Linked DNA regions of Rattus norvegicus: region 1 is linked to region 2. A link is a contact called in public Hi-C data. All regions are on one chromosome and are shown on one strand. Each heading gives the region's core, a stretch centred on a gene start, on an enhancer-like site or on the middle of the called end of the contact. The rest is flanking DNA. Distances are from core to core; before and after follow the strand shown.

Region 1 (4,284 bases), core at 1,612-4,111, 130 kb before region 2:
CCAAATATCTACTTTTCTAAAGGCAGCCTGGGTATATTGCTCGGTGGGAGAGTACATGAAGCCGGGTTGTGAGCCACCCAGTGTCAAGTAAATAAATATAAGCAAACGACAAGCAAACAAGCGGTCCCAGCCTGTACTCCCCGCTCCTCATACCAGCTGGGGCAAAGGGAGAAAGTTGTAAAGCTCAAGAAAGAGGCTCAGCGAGAAACCCAGTGACAGAGAGACTCGGAAGACACCTACCTGGAAACAGTTCATGCTCAAGTAAGGCTTTATCCCGCTGTGCACAGACAGACAGCAGTCTCCTGAGCACCAGCCTGCTCCTCTGGGAAATGCCAATGGGAGGGGCAGAAGTGACCTGAGCGGCTTTTATAAGGGGCGGGATTTCCAGTTCCCACCCCAGCTCCTCCACAGAGTCATTCAGCTTGCTCTGCCTAAGTGACCCAATGGGTTGTTTATACTCAAGTAGGAGAAGAAGACAAATTCTCACAGCCCCTAAAACAGACTGGAAGGTAAGAGAAAGAAGGTACTGACCACAGCCGCTGCCACTCACTGAGAAGTTATCACGTACCGGGCCCAGAACCCCAGGAACTCCCCCCTGGGTTGCAGCCATTATGGGCCCATTTTTACAAATGAAAGCTGAGGCAAAGACTATCAAAGTGCTCAAGGGCACGAGGCAGCGGTGTTGGAGGTGGGACTTGAAAGCTGGATGGAGCAGAACACCTCTGTCTGTCATCTAGTGCTTACAGGCGATGTCATGCTGGAGGTCTACCTGGGCTAAGGAGCCCCACAAATAAGTACAAAAACAGGAGCGAACCTAGAGTCTCACATTAGAATGCAAACATTTCTCCATTTGCCCAAGACAGTGTCTACACAGAAACATATTAGGTTTACTTCACAATTGGACATGGGGTGGGTGGGTGGGGTGGGTGAGAATTAACTTGGTCACCAGAAGTGTTTATTCTACTGACACAATATTGGCCCATTCCTCTCCTGTCCTCCCAGAAGCCTGTCTCCCTGGCTGAGTGTCACTGAAAACAGGTTGTGACATTCTGTCCAGGTGTGCCAAGAAGTCCTAGCCACAGTAAGGACAAGAACAAGCCGGAGGCAGACTTCCTCTTGGGACAGGCTTGCTCTCCGGTTTCCACTCGGCTTCAATACTGAGAGGTGTCATTGAAAGCAAACCGGACAAGAGCAGAACCAGGAGCAGGCACTGAGCCCCCGGGAGGCTGTAGGCCTGCGGCCACCCCCACAGGCAGGAGATACAGCATTGAAACTACTGTGGTATCCTAGTTCTCCACATGAGCTTGGTTACGGCGGAGACACGGAGAAGAAATGCACTGTCTTCTCAGGGCATCCAGCCACGTTAATGTCACCGGACAGGAAGAAGCAGGAAACCTGTGTCTTCAAGCAGAAAGGGGAGATGGCAAGGTGACAGGCCCCGTCATCTAAGGAGACCTGTACCAAGCCGGCAGTTACCATCACTCTTGGCGACCAGCGCAGAAAGCTGGAGCCAGCCCCAGCAGGTCTCAACTCCACCTGAGCTAACACATGGCTCCTTCATGCTCTGTGCCATGTGTTGATCTTGCAACAGAATGTGGGACAGAAGATTTAAAGAGCTGTGTGATGGGGGAAGGGCAGCCAGATCACCTTACCTAAGGCCTACTTAATCAGACCTCCTCAGATTCCCTTTGTATGCTAGGATGACTATCTAACTTGGTGGCAGGGTGTTCTCCAAAATGGCAAAAACAAACAAACAAAACCCAACAGCCAGCAGTGTTCCAGTTTGGAGGGGCTCGAAGCGGGAGGGAGAGGAGGATCCAGAGAGTACAGGCAGAGCACACACCCTCAAGCCCCACACCAAAGGTAATGCTGACCCCAAACTGACCTCCCTGAGGCTCTCACAAGTGGGGGTGCCAGCTGAGTACGCTCAGGGGACCCAAAGGTTGGAACTGGTCCCTAGGAAACTAAACAGAACGGGAAGGTAGTTGGGGGGGGGGGGGACTCCAAATTAAAGTGACCGCTGGGTAACACTCCCCGCCCCCCCACCCGCCCCCCTCAGACAGGCGAGGCAGTGCCCAAGCTAAATGGAGAGGAGGCGGGGCAGGATGACCCCTGCAGACTTCCTCACACCCACAGTCACCTCACTCCTAGGGCCTGCAAACGTTAACTGCCGCCTTACAATCTCCTGCATGCAGGTGGGGAAACTGAGGCCTCCAGAACAAATTGCTGTGCTTTCCAGGTTTTAGTTCGCTTCTCTAGCCAGATTCTTCACTTGGATTTTTTTATGTCTATCCGATTTCTCCTGGTAAGAACACTGCTATTGCAAAGTGAATCTTAAATACAATCGAGGCTGAACTCCAAAAAGGAGCAGAGGACAGTCCGTGAGTCCAGGAAGGGTTTATTTACTGCACCAGGAGGATCTACTTCCTCCCACTCCAGGCTTGCACCCTCATGGTCCTCCCTCGGGACAGCGGTGTGCGGCACCTCGCACCCTCCACCCCCACCCACCGCCCGCACCACAACTCGAGGGCGGGGGCATGGGGCTGCCCTGGGGATCCCTGGGATCCCTTCAGGGTCCCCGGCTGGGACAGAGGCGGGGGACTGCGGTCAGCTGGCCCAGCCTCAGAGCCGGGAACTTCTGACCGCGCGGCCCCCACGACCGCGGCGCGCGAGCAGCTCCAGCCCGGGGTTCCCTTTCTTTGCCTGGCTCGCTGCGGGCGCGACCCCCGGAGGCTCGGCGGCCACTCACCATATTACAGATGGAGGCGATGTTTCGGACAGTCATTAGTCTAAAGGTTGCAGCGATCGCGCACCGCCATCTTTACCAGGGGAAAACGGGACTGTCCATGGTGGCGCGCAGCGAGGCCGGGTGGCGGCGAGGCGGCCTGGGGCCGGCTTGCAGTGGGGTTGGGCGAGCGAGGCCGGGCGGCGGCGAGGGCGGGGCGGCGGCGCGGGGCGGGGAGTGGCGGAGCGACGCAGCCGGGGCCGCGGCCGGCGGGAGGAGGAGCCCAGAGCCGGGAGGCGCCGAACCGGGCCGCTCCTACGTTCCCGTGTCCGCCAGGACTCGGTCGCCCAACCCGGCTGAAAGCTGTTCTTGCTCCCCTGCCCTGGGGTACCGCTCCGTGCCAGCTGCATCGCTAGGTCAGTCCCCAACGAACCCAGCACCGCGGCCTTCACACTGGACCCAGGACACTGGACCCTGGCCGATCGTAGGCTGGGGACCTACACCAGGGGGACACAGGCATGCTCGTTTCCCGATTTCCCTCTGCCTGTTCCTGGTGGTCTCCAACCAGTCAGGGCTTTTAGAGATTAGCTAGGGGAGCTGATGAGTACGGGTGTAAGGGAGTAAGGGTAACCCTAGTCCAACTTTAAAGTTTCTCTCCAGGGTTCTAGCCAGATGGCATCCACCGGAACCCAAAAAGTAAAATGAGACCAGGACATGGGCGTGGCCAGAGAGCCCTGACCAGCAGTAACCCAGCTGCTTGGGAAAGGGTTCCCAGAAAGGAAAGTATTCCGGGTCTAGGAAAGCCCCACTCGGGAGATTTGTGACATTAGAAGGTACAGAGGAAATGGCCAGGTTCTGGGCGGTGCTAGAGGCTGTCCAGGAAATACCAAAACAAAACTTTTGTATCCTCCATCCAGGGAGCTCCTGATCTCAGTTTTGTGAGATTGGGTGCTGTTTGAGTTTTCACACATTCCCACAGAGGCCAAAACTGCAGGCTCAGGGTGCACATTGTACACCGCTTGAAGGATACATTCATGAGAATTGAAAAGGTCCATTTCAAACATGGGGAATAACTGTGCGTCTGCCGTCCCATGGTTTTTGCAGGGAAGCTGTGCATGTGAAACGTGATAAATTCCTGAACCAATGTATTTTGTGGGAAATTAAATTAGGAGAGAAATTAATATAATTGAAGACATCTTTATGTAGCCAAGAGTAACATACTGGTGGTGGGGAGGAGGGCGCAGAGTTTTATACATAACATGTGAGAGCCATCCATTGGTAATTCTTCTAGGACCTGGGGTGGAAATAGAAGACGAACACTACTGACTGAAGGGGGGAGTCACGTGGATACTGTATTTTTCAGTGTGTAGAAGGATTAATATGTCTGCTCACGATGAGTCATTCTACCAAAATTTTATTTTCATTTTTTTTACTGCTGCCAGTTATAGTTCTTTCAGCTTCTACACAATCTATTAGTTAACAGACAGTTAGCTCCACAAGGCTTACAGAGAGAGCAGGTGTCCAACTCAGCTCTGTGTTACCCACATAGTACAGATAAA
Region 2 (4,442 bases), core at 17-2,516:
GTGATCAAACAAGAAGCTGTGTGTAGAAACTGGAATTAGCTTCTTTTAACCTTTCTACCTTTAATGAGGGTGTACAAAATGTCACTGGCTTTGCTGTATTAGGCACCAAGATAAATGGCCTTGAAGGTTGTAAGGGCGTGGCAGTGGCGATAAAGTAGGTTGCTGAAGTTGGGATCTGGCCAGCAGTTGACTGTGGGGTTCTCTGATGAGAACACCGGGATACTAGGTATTTTATGAGGGCTAGACCCCTCATCTTCCTTGGCATCAAGCCATATTTAACTAACTCTTGCCTTATGACTAGACTAAACGTGGGGCCCCTCTGCCTCGCTGTGAATCCAATCCACGCTGCACTGACTGCTTTTCTTACCTTTCACAGCTCTGGGAGGAGGCATGACTGAATTAGAGATGCACGCTTGTTCTAGGGACGATTTGGTTTGGCTTGGCTTCGCCTCTAAGGATGCAGCACTTGCTTTCCACGTTTGTGCTTTCTTGTGGACTGGCACTATTGGCAAGAACTAGAGCAAAATGGGTATTTTGCCCCCAAGACAAATGCCACATTTTAGGCCAGGGAGGGCTATCTCTTTGTTTATGAATATAGTGATGGGAAAATTGTATAATGCAGGAAAATACTTTGTATGTGGCCAAGCCAGTGCAATGGTGTCTCCAGCGCAGGAGCACAGGACAGGGTCAAATAAGTCAGGGACCTGTGGGATTCTCCGGCAGGTTCCTTGGGTCAGAGATGGAGAAGCCAGTCGGATGTTGGCAGTGGTCAGAGAAGTTAGGGGACCTGGGACCAAATAAGGAGAATGCCTCCGGACTGACCTATGGAGGCCCAGCAGCGAGGTGGGCAGACAAGGATGGGTGAATCTGAGACCACCGCGGATCTGAGACCCCGCAGACAGGACAAGTCTCCCACGAAGGCAAGGACAGATTCCCCCCACGCGGACCTGAGACCCAGCAGACACGGACAGATCCCCCACGCGGATCTGAGACCCCGTGGCCCCACAGCCACCGGTGCGGCCGCGTGCTAGCGCAGCGGGAGCCGGATGGGTCCAGCACGTTGCCACCCTCGCGCCAGCCGCCCTGTTTTCCGTGGATCTCACGGGGCTCCGCACTCGCTTTGGGCCCTCGTGGGGGCGCCGCCTCTTTGTGCAGGCCGTGGGCGGGGCGTGGAGCGGGGCGGCCGGGGATTGGCTGATGGAATGGAGGCGGGGCCTGGGCCAGAGAAAATCCGCGCCCGGGCCGCTGCCAGCCCAGCCGCGAATTGGAACTGCTGAGCCCTTCGTCTAGTCGCTTTCTCCCCGGGGGTTCTTTCCAGTCTCTGCCCGCGCGGCGTCCGACCGGGTGCCCTTCTCTCTTTGCAACGCGAGCCGTCTCCTGTCCTCAACTTCCCTCCCCGCGCGGTGAAGCCCGGCCGGAGCGGCGATGCGTCTCATCCAGAACATGTGTACCATCGCAGAGTACCCCGCCCCGGGCAGCACCGCTGCCGACTGCTGCCTGGGGGCTGCAGGCCGCCGGCTCGTCAAGATCGCCGTGGTGGGGGCCAGTGGCGTGGGCAAGACCGGTGAGTCCAAGCGAGGAACCCGCTTGGCCGAGGGGCGGGACGGGACGGGACCTGGCGACCCGGGCCCGGACTGGAGATGAGAGAGGTGGGCGTTGCAGCGGGATCCTCCGCCCCTTCATGTCCCTGCTTCAGCGGAAGAGGGTCACTGGGGCCCTGAGCGGGCCGCAGACTTTCGGGCCGGAGTAGAACTTTAGGGCTTCTGGCAGGATCTGGGGCGGGATGGGGAGATAGTGACTGTAACCCGTCCTGGAGTTCTGTAAGGTTAGGAAGAAGTTCGCCTGCTGGAAGGTTTAGGTGTGGCCCAAGGAGGGGGCTGGGCCACGAGACCCTTCCCGCTGGCAGAGCCGTAATTCACTCGGCTTCTTCCTCCTCGTGTCTGGCAGAGGGTCAAGGAGCTACAGGATAGGAATTTCCCTCGGTGGCCGGCTGTGACTTTCTTTGGAAGAGTTGTTTTCCAGGTGGGGGTGGGGCGGAGACCCATCTAACTTAGGGGGTTAATGATCAGTCTTTTTTTTTTTTTTTTTTTTTCCTGAATTGCAGCTTTGGTGGTCCGGTTCCTCACTAAACGATTCATCGGGGACTATGAACGAAATGCAGGTGAGGAAACGCACCGAGACAAAGCCTGTTGGGATAGCTGCCTTCATTTCTCAGTGCCTTCAAGGACACTTCCTTCAGAGTGACAGTGTTTAGCATCAGGATTCTGCCACTTCCAATTCTGCACGCCCCCCCCCCCCCCAACCCCCAGCTGCCATCTGGCCTCATTCCATTCCTGGCCCATTCATCATTTTATCAAGTGCCCGAAAGTATCCCTGTGGTATGTTTTTAACTATAGGGACCCCAGTTGGAAACACCCTTTGTACTCCAAGGCCTTTTCCTTTAAAAAAAAAGGGGGGGGGGGCTGCAAAAGTCATAAAAAAAAAAAACCAAACAAACAAAAAACCCAGCCTCGAGCTCCTCCCCCACCCTCTCCCTCTGCTGGCTGCCTTTCAGGGGCGACCTTTCAAAGCAAAGGCCAAAGCAGAACAGTTGTAAGCCTAAACTTCTCTCCTTAACAAAGAAAAATAACTATGATTCTAGTGGGGAGAGCTCCTGAACAATGAGAAGACACATATTTCATTCTCAATGATTGAGAATAGTCACTGCCCCGGAAGGCTTCAGTCCTTTCCGAGTGTGCCCCTTAACGAATTGCTTACATACAGAGACTGTGTGAAGTACCTCTTGGGCATTAATTGAAGTGAACCATATAAGCTGTCCTGAGATATGACATGGCGGCCTTCTGCTTTGATACACAGCTGATCAACACCATGGCACACTTTCATGCTACAGATGCGAACTGTGCATTTACTAACCATATTTGCTAATGAAACTGTTACATCCAGCGGGCAAAATCTTTGGAGAGTGATAATATGAAAAAATAAAAACAGAAACCCTGCATCTACTGAGTCAGAGACTGCCCTCCAAGGAACTACTCTAAACATGGAAACTTAGTTTAAAATTAGACCAGCAAGTTTCTAAAAACCAACAAACTTTGACCTACTTCTGATAAATCTACTAGCAGGGGCTTAAGACTGTGCTTGGCCTTTAAACAATATCTGAATTAAGTGCATTAAATAGAAGCGAAGTACACCTTTTTCTTTTTCTTGTGTGCATTGGTTCAAGCTGTGGCACATTAAAAACAAACAGAAAACCAAACCAAATGTGAGGCTGCATCTCCTTTCTTTGTCTTCATAGGTAACCTCTACACAAGACAAGTTCACATAGAAGGAGAAACCCTGGCCATTCAGGTCCAGGACACTCCAGGCATCCAGGTGAGAAGCTGATGGGGACACGGGTGGCTGTGGGATTGTCCACTTGTTCTTAAGTCGAAGGGACACGAGATGTGGGGAGTCAGGTCTAGACTTTACTTGTGGTTTGACAGTTTAATTGTACCTGGCTGCAGGTCAGCCTTGGCCTGGTTTAGCTTGGGGAACTGGGAGAAGGAAAAGAGCCCCTCCTGTGGGAGGGGTCAACAGAGGTGGGGGGGAACGACCAAACCAACTCTGGGAATTGGCAGTGTCTCCTTCCTTTGGTTTTATTTATGTGCCTTTGGCATTGAAACCCAAATATTCGGGTTCAGTCTCCAACACCCGGAATCACTTTTATGTTGTGGAAAGTTTCTCTGTAGACAAAAGAGCTCCGCTAGTATTTTTTTTTCCCTTCCCCGTCCTGAACTGGGCAGTTATCCAGGTTTAAATGCTTCCAGCTCCTATCTTCCCCAGACTTACTGTCTAGCCAGTTAATTTCCCATTTTGTGCAACTACAAAGTCGCTCTGCATGGAGTTCCTGCAGGTCCATTCCGCACTTGAGTGCGGTGAGCTGCCCTGTTATTTATTCCCTCGGAGCAGCTGGATCAACATGTTGTTAAGAAAGCCGAAGCTCGTGGGGCTAGAATACGACCCGTAACCCACCATCACGACGAAGGCTCCTTTTGAATTGAGGATGTGCGGTAGCTGGAGCTCTGTGCAGGGCCCACTGTTCACCATGCTCTCCCACTTCCTCAGGTGCACGAGAATGGCTTGAGCTGCAATGAGCAGTTGAACCGCTGCATTCGCTGGGCGGATGCCGTCGTCATCGTTTTCTCCATCACCGACCACAAGAGCTATGAACTCATTAGCCAGCTCCACCAGCACGTGCAGCAGCTCCACCCGGGCACTCGGCTGCCTGTGGTGGTGGTGGCCAACAAAGCCGACCTCTTGCACGTCAAGCAGGTTGACCCTCAGCTTGGTCTGCAGCTGGCCAGCATGCTCGGCTGCTCCTTCTATGAAGTGTCTGTCAGTGAAAACTACAACGACGTCTACAGTGCTTTCCATGTCCTGTGCAAAGAAGTGAGCCCCAAACA

The links. A called contact is a pair of places that touch in the nucleus more often than the background predicts.
Region 1: a Hi-C map of mammary epithelial cells shows a contact between it and region 2, with 2.4 times the contacts expected there. The contact joins the promoter of Usp46 here to the promoter of Rasl11b in region 2. A contact is called at or near these places in 2 of 12 Hi-C or Micro-C datasets (frontal cortex and mammary epithelial cells).

What each region holds. Positions count from the first base shown.
Region 1 is chr14:34,502,727-34,507,010 of GRCr8, reverse strand. Usp46 (ubiquitin specific peptidase 46) reads right to left here and starts at 2,861. Exons shown (of 9, transcript NM_001191596.1): 1 at 2,750-2,861. The coding sequence starts at 2,785.
Region 2 is chr14:34,370,074-34,374,515 of GRCr8, reverse strand. It overlaps Rasl11b (RAS-like family 11 member B), which reads left to right and starts at 1,266. Exons shown (of 4, transcript NM_001002830.2): 1 at 1,266-1,564; 2 at 2,105-2,161; 3 at 3,296-3,372; 4 at 4,105-4,442. The coding sequence starts at 1,426.